2 separate regions of the Mus musculus genome follow, and region 1 is linked to region 2. The links are chromatin contacts, called in public HiChIP or PLAC-seq maps. All regions are on one chromosome and are shown on one strand. Each heading gives the region's core, a stretch centred on a gene start, on an enhancer-like site or on the middle of the called end of the contact. The rest is flanking DNA. Distances are from core to core; before and after follow the strand shown. Region 1 has its middle 12 kb from the start of Nfam1. Region 2 overlaps Srebf2 (sterol regulatory element binding factor 2).

Region 1 (2,942 bases), core at 177-2,676, 860 kb after region 2:
GCCATTGTTGGGGCGTGGGGAAGAAGTTTGCTGGGCAGGCCCGACACAGCAGAAAGACATGAGTGAAACGGTTGGGAGAAGAGAGTGGGCGGGCGCCATGGACCTTATGAGGAATGGCAAGCTGTGACCCTCTGCTTAGGGGCTGTTCTAGCTCACCTGCCCCAGGCAAGGCCTGGAGAATGAACCGACAGACAGGGGAGGGAATAGTGTGATGGTGACCACAGAGGCCAGCCAGGGGCTGGTCCAGCTTGTTTTGCTACTCAACTGCTTTCTTCATGTTCCTAACCCCCCAAGTACAGTAAAACAAAACAAAACAAAAACCTTTTATCTCAAGAACACACACACACACTCACACACACAAGAGTGAAGTGCCCCGTGGCCGCCTGGGAAGAGCAGAGGATTTGGTAGCACCCCCAGGGCACCCACAGGTAGGGAACTGGAGTCCTCAAGGGTGCTCGGTGGGTGGAACGATGACTCAACAATGAAGAGCACTGCTCTTGCGGAGCATCCAGAATCGATTCTCAGCTTACAACTGTCTGTAACAACAGTCCTAGGAGATACAACATCCGTTTCTGCTCTCTAGGAGCACCAGGCAATCATACAGGGACATTTAAGCAGGCAAACAGGCCATACACACAAACATAAAATAAAATGCCCATGGCCCCTGGACGCTAGAGTAGGGTGGGGAGGATCCTTGCCCGGAACCTTCAGGCTTCCAGCTGAGCTGCGGTGCCCCTCGGCCCAAACTCTAATTTAAGACACTACCTTTAGAGCACTGGTTTTGGAAGTCTTGGGAATTAACAAGCTGAATAGAGACCATGTGAGGGCCACCACACAGCTCAGTCAGCCGCAGAGCACTTGCCTAACAAGTACAAGATACCTGCTTCACACCAATACCAAAAGTAAAAAAAAAAAAAAAAGAGAGAGAAAATCAGAAGGAAGGTAGAGCCTCCTGGGGGGGTGGATGGGAGGGTGAGGGGGGGCGGTCATCAAGGCAAGTGTTTTCTTTTATTGAATTTGTTCATTTGTTTTATGAGATAAGATCTCCCTCTAATTGAGGCTGGCCGTGAACTCACCGTGCTCCTCCGGCTTCAATATTTTCAGTGCTTTGTGATTCCAGATATAAAGCCACGTGCTCAGTAAGACTAAGACTGTAAGACTCCGGGGAGCCTTAGCTTACTGAGGACCCCCTGAGTGAACCACGTGGAGCTGGGATCGATGCAAAAAGCAAGAGGAATTTATTGTTCCAGTGCACTGGGGTTGTCCCAGACCTGAAGGAGAGGCAGCGAACCCCAGTACCCAGTCGGCAAGTTTTCACATGGTTTCCAGGGGCAGAATAGAGCATCAGCAACTAGGCACAATATGATTGGCGGAACAGTGCACCCTTTAAACTGATTGGTCTTTAGGGAATGAGGTGACAAGGACTTCCCTTGTCTGAAGGCGGGCAATGGCCCGTTCTACGGAATGTGTCCCTACTCACAGGTTGGTTCCACCCTGTTGTCTGAGAAATGTTAATTAGCCTCTTCCTTCCTTCCGTAGGGGCAAGTGTTTCATGACCTTTCCAGAGTTCTTAAGATGACCTTTTCAACCATTGATTTCAAACACCCCAGAAGCCATGTTGGAACAGCCCCTTCCTAAGCTAAGATCTGCAGGAGGAAGATGCTGGAAGCAAGCCCTCCAAAAGGACTCATGACTACAATCCCAGCACTTGAGAGGCTGAGACAGGATTGCTACTCATTCTAGGCCAGCCTGGGCTACATAGCAAGTTTTAGGCTAGCCAGTGTTACAGACTAAGTCCTTTAAGATATATTACTTGATGAAAAAAAATCTTGGCAGTAGATACCTTCAGCTTATTCACCTTCATGGCAGGGCTTCTGACCCTACAGTAGCAGGTTTATTCCGTACATGCCTGGCTTTGCACTAGGAGCACTTGTCCATAGGTCAGCCCTTCTCTGGTTAAAAAGAGAAAATATCAAAAGAGTCAGAGCGATGAAACTGAGCGTAATACCCTTAAAAATCAAATGTGTCCAAACTTTCTTCTGTCTGTTCTTCCCCTCACTTCCTGTTCTGGGGATGAAAATGTAGGCCTTGAGGAATGAGAGGAGGAAGGGGAGGAAATGACGTAATAATACTCACTCGTAAAATTCCCAAAAGAAAATACTGAGCCCGAGAGATGGTTCAGTGGTTAGGGGCACTTGCTGGAGTTCAGTTCCCAGCACCTAGGTCAGGCAGTGCCTGCCTGTAACTCCAGCTCCTGAGACTCTGGTGCCCCCTTCTGGCCTCCTAGGGCACTGCAAGCATGTGAGTCTCCCTGCTTTCATGGATCATTGGCCTATATGGTCCAGCAGGGCATTGGGAGCAGAGATGTGGAACCCTGGCTTCAGAAGTCCTGGAGTCCACACAGTGGATAATCCACACTGGGACCTGCAGTCAGGAGGCAGATCAACTTTACTTAGGGGGATTGAAGGCTTATAAAATGTGGGCGACTGAGAGCAGAGACATCCAGGTGTGCAAAGGTCATTGGCTGATGGCTTCTCATGCCTCATCAGCATGGGGAAGCATTTCAGGAATCTCAGGTGCTACTGCACAGGTTTTATCAGGAAAAAGGAAATTGATCCTTTAACCTAATTGAAGCTTCGTGACATTCCTCAGGTGGAGTGAAGGGGCTTAGAATTCCCGGACAAGGTCAGAGAAGGAGAAACTCTGCTAACCAAGGGAGTCTCCCACATTGCACCGAGCCCAGAGGCTAGCTGGTCATAGTAGACTTCAACGTTAATTAGCAGTTTCCCCACACGTGCACGTACATACCCACACACATACATACCCATACACATATGCACATAATTTAAAATTAAAAGCAAACTCTTGCTGGGAGGTGGTGGCGCACGCCTGTAATCCTAGCCTTCGGGAGGCAGAGGTAGGTGGAGTTTGAGGCCAGCCTG
Region 2 (3,225 bases), core at 120-2,619:
GACAGGACCATTGTGTCACCCCAAAGCCCCACTTAGCTTCATTAGGCGCCATCATTGCTGAGATGCAGCTGCCTTACAGAAGAGCTCTCAGCCTGACTTCAGCACACGGGCTGAGGTTCAGGGAGATGGCTCCACTGAGGTGGCTCTAAAAGCTGGTGACTGGGGCACACCTTGTTGAATTTGGGAGGTTGCAGCAGGAAGATCCCTTGTGCCTAGAAGTAAGTCCAAAGCTAATCTGGGCAACATGGCAGACCTTATCACAAAGCAGGAAGGAAAGAAAATCACCCTTGCCTGCAGCTCCCCCCGAAGGCGTTGTGTGCCTCATCTATACTCAGCAGTTTCATATGTAGTTCCCTGGCAGTCCTCCAGCACATAGGACAGATGCCTCATCCACTCCAGGTGGCTGCTTAGACCTTAAACCTTGGTTTTCCCTTCAGTTTTTTAACCTAGCGAGAGATCTTGGGCATCTTGTTTTGCAGAGGTGGCTGGCACTCACGTGAGGCTGTTAGGAGCACTTCCTGTATTTGCTACAAACCACTGCAGAAAGGAAATGTTTTTAATTGTCACCCACCGCTGTGAACACACCCTCATTCTAAGTGTCTAGTGATGGCTCTGCTGGGGCAAAGGGGTAAACACCTGAGACTTTAGCAGGGTTGCCCAGTGTGCACTGCCAGTAAGGTGGCAAACAGTGGCGGGCATCTGTTGTGCCTGCCCCTTTCTGTCCACTCCCTTTTGGAGCAGCTGGGTTAAGAGTTGCAGACAAGGGGCTGGAGAGATGGCTCAGCAGTTACGAACCCTGTCTGCTCTCCCAGAGATCCTGAGTTCAATTCCCAGCACCCACATGGTGACTCACAACCATCTGTAATGGGGCCTGACGCCCTCTTCTGGCCTGTGGATGTATATGCAGCAGAGCACTCATACATTTAAATAAAAATTGAAAAAGAAAAAAAAGAGTTGCAGACAGGCCAGGGAGGCAGGTGGGTCTCTGAATTCAAGGCCAGCCTGATCTATAGAGCGAGCTTCAGGATAGCCAGTACTACACAGAGAAACCTTGGGGGGAGGGGGGCGTGTGGGGGGAAAGGAAAGGAAAAAAAAAAGAGGCAAAGAGCTGGCGTTTTGGTTCTGTTTGTTTAGTTGTTAGTGGTTCCAGTAACCTACGAAGTATTTATGTCTTAATTAGTTTAGTAGCTTGTGGAGCGATCAGACATGCAGTTTGAAAGAGGAGACAATGCTTTTATTTTTTTAGGCCTTTGAGGCAGATTTTTAAGATTTACTTTTGTTTGTGTGTCTGGGTGCTCTGTCGGCATAGATGCTGCACCACATACAAGCCTGTGAGCCTCCTTTTGCATCCTCTGAAAGAGCATCACCCAGTGCTTTTGACTGCTGAGTCATCTCCAGCCCTTGGCCTTAGCTTTTTGGTTTGGTCTGGTTTGGTTTGATCTGGTTTGGTCTGGTTTTCACACAGCATCTCTCTAGCTAGCCTTGATGGTCCTTGAATTCACTACCTACATCAGGCTCACCTCAAACTCACAGAGACCCACCCACCTGCCTCTGCTTCCCAAGTGCTGGGATTAAAGGGGTGGGCCACCACACTCACCTTGCCTCCACCTCTTAAGTGTAGCTGTCATAGACATGTACCACCATGGCTTAGACTCAAACTGGACACAGCACCCCATTCCCTGTTTCACGCTGGTTTCCACATGCTAATTGCTTTTTAGAACAAGACAAAACAGTCAAAAAAAATAGCTTCCTAAAACTTATTAGCTTTACACAAAATACAATGTTATTTAAAGGAAGGTAATGTAGTCTGGCTTTTGCATCTCGAAGCACCTCGGTCTGTTGTGTTTCATCTGTCTACATGATGTCCGGTATCCATGCTTAGAGCAGGAATTGCAGGTACCACTTGGCTCCCGTGAGCGTTCCCTGTGCCACTTAGGGTTCGTGGCACACAGTCGCCAGCTGTAACGGAGGGCTGGAGCCAGTCCAGGCACACTGGGCAGCTCTCGAGAGCTAAGCAGTCCTGGGCAGCTGCCTCGCCTCTCATGCCAGGCAGTTAGCAGATGAGCTACAGGAGAGGCTCCTGTAGCTCAGAGAGGTCTGGTGTCTCCAAAATTTAGAGGGAAAGTATTTTTTTCTTTAAACTGGGAGTATTATAATTGGAGTATAAAGCCAAGAAAATTAAAAGAGCAATAAAAATTATTCTCAGTTTCCTATACAGAAGCCTTTATAGTTGTGCTGCCTGTCTTGGATTTATGTTTCTTATTAGTTCAAACCATTAAGGGGAGACTTCATGTCAGCTAATGCTTCTTAAAGTTTAGACTCCAGGGACTCTTGACACCCTCTTCTGGGCTCTGTGGGTACTGCATTCATGGTGCACAAACACACAGAATGTTTTAATTTAATGTCAGACCAGGCATGGAGGCCATGCTTTTAATCCCAGGATTCAGGAGGCAGGAGCAGTTGGATCTCTGAGTTCAAGGACAGCTAGAGCTACAAAATGAGATGCTGTCTCCAAGGGGTTTTTTGTTGTTGCTCTTGTTGTTGTTGTTCTTAATGTCTAGACCATGATTTCAATGTTTGAAATAAAAGAGCTCAGGTTAAAAATATATTTTAACCTAATAATTTCCTAAATGGCTTCAGTGGGTTCTTGCCATAGGACCTGAAAGGCTTCCTTTGTACCTCTCTGTATCACCCTTGGATCCCTACAGAGGCCAGCACTCCTTATTTTTCCTTGGAACAGTCACCATATTTCCTTGCTAACCAGGCCTATGACCTGGAGAGGGTTGGACTCAATTATTAGAAGATTCTGGGTACACGAAGCCCTGGAATTACACATGTATACACACACACACACACACACACACACACACACACACACAGCCTGTGTTGTCCCACCGCCGAGGAGCTCGGTGAGCACTTTGAAGGTCATAGCAGGTCACAGGTTCTTAGGTATTGGGTATCACAGTACCCTGTTCCCAAGGCTGGGTGGTAAATAGGAGACTGTCACTGTTTCTGTGAATCTAAGTGAAATGCTGTCCTGGTCCTATAGGCTGCCATGACACTGCCAGTGAGTGTGTCTATAGGCCAGTCAGCTTTCTCCCGTCAGGCGGCTGTCCCCGTGGTCCCCTTCAGAGCCTCCCCAGCGCATCCTCGAGTGGCTGTGCTATTTCTGACTCTGGCATTCAAGTTTTCTGAAACTGTTACATTAGCTGATTGCTGCTTAAA

What was found. HiChIP or PLAC-seq counts read pairs in DNA pulled down with a chosen protein or histone mark.
Region 1: a contact with region 2 is called in an H3K27ac HiChIP or PLAC-seq map of embryonic stem cells, with 4 times the contacts expected there. The contact joins two enhancer-like sites. A contact is called at or near these places in 2 of 115 datasets of contacts at active chromatin or transcription factors (both in embryonic stem cells) and 1 of 9 other capture datasets (embryonic stem cells).

The regions. Positions count from the first base shown.
Region 1 is chr15:83,044,250-83,047,191 of GRCm38.p6, forward strand. No RefSeq gene overlaps it. Among named protein-coding and RNA genes, the nearest start is that of Nfam1, 12 kb to the left of the region's middle. Within about 2 kb of position 1,427, at least 6 of the 459 cell types and tissues checked have an H3K27ac peak or open chromatin away from gene starts, as enhancers often do. A contact at or near this core is called in embryonic stem cells, where this site is marked.
Region 2 is chr15:82,186,697-82,189,921 of GRCm38.p6, forward strand. All of the region lies in intron 11 of Srebf2 (sterol regulatory element binding factor 2), which reads left to right. Among named protein-coding and RNA genes, the nearest start is that of Mir33, 9.8 kb to the right of the region's middle. Within about 2 kb of position 1,370, at least 43 of the 459 cell types and tissues checked have an H3K27ac peak or open chromatin away from gene starts, as enhancers often do. A contact at or near this core is called in embryonic stem cells, where this site is marked.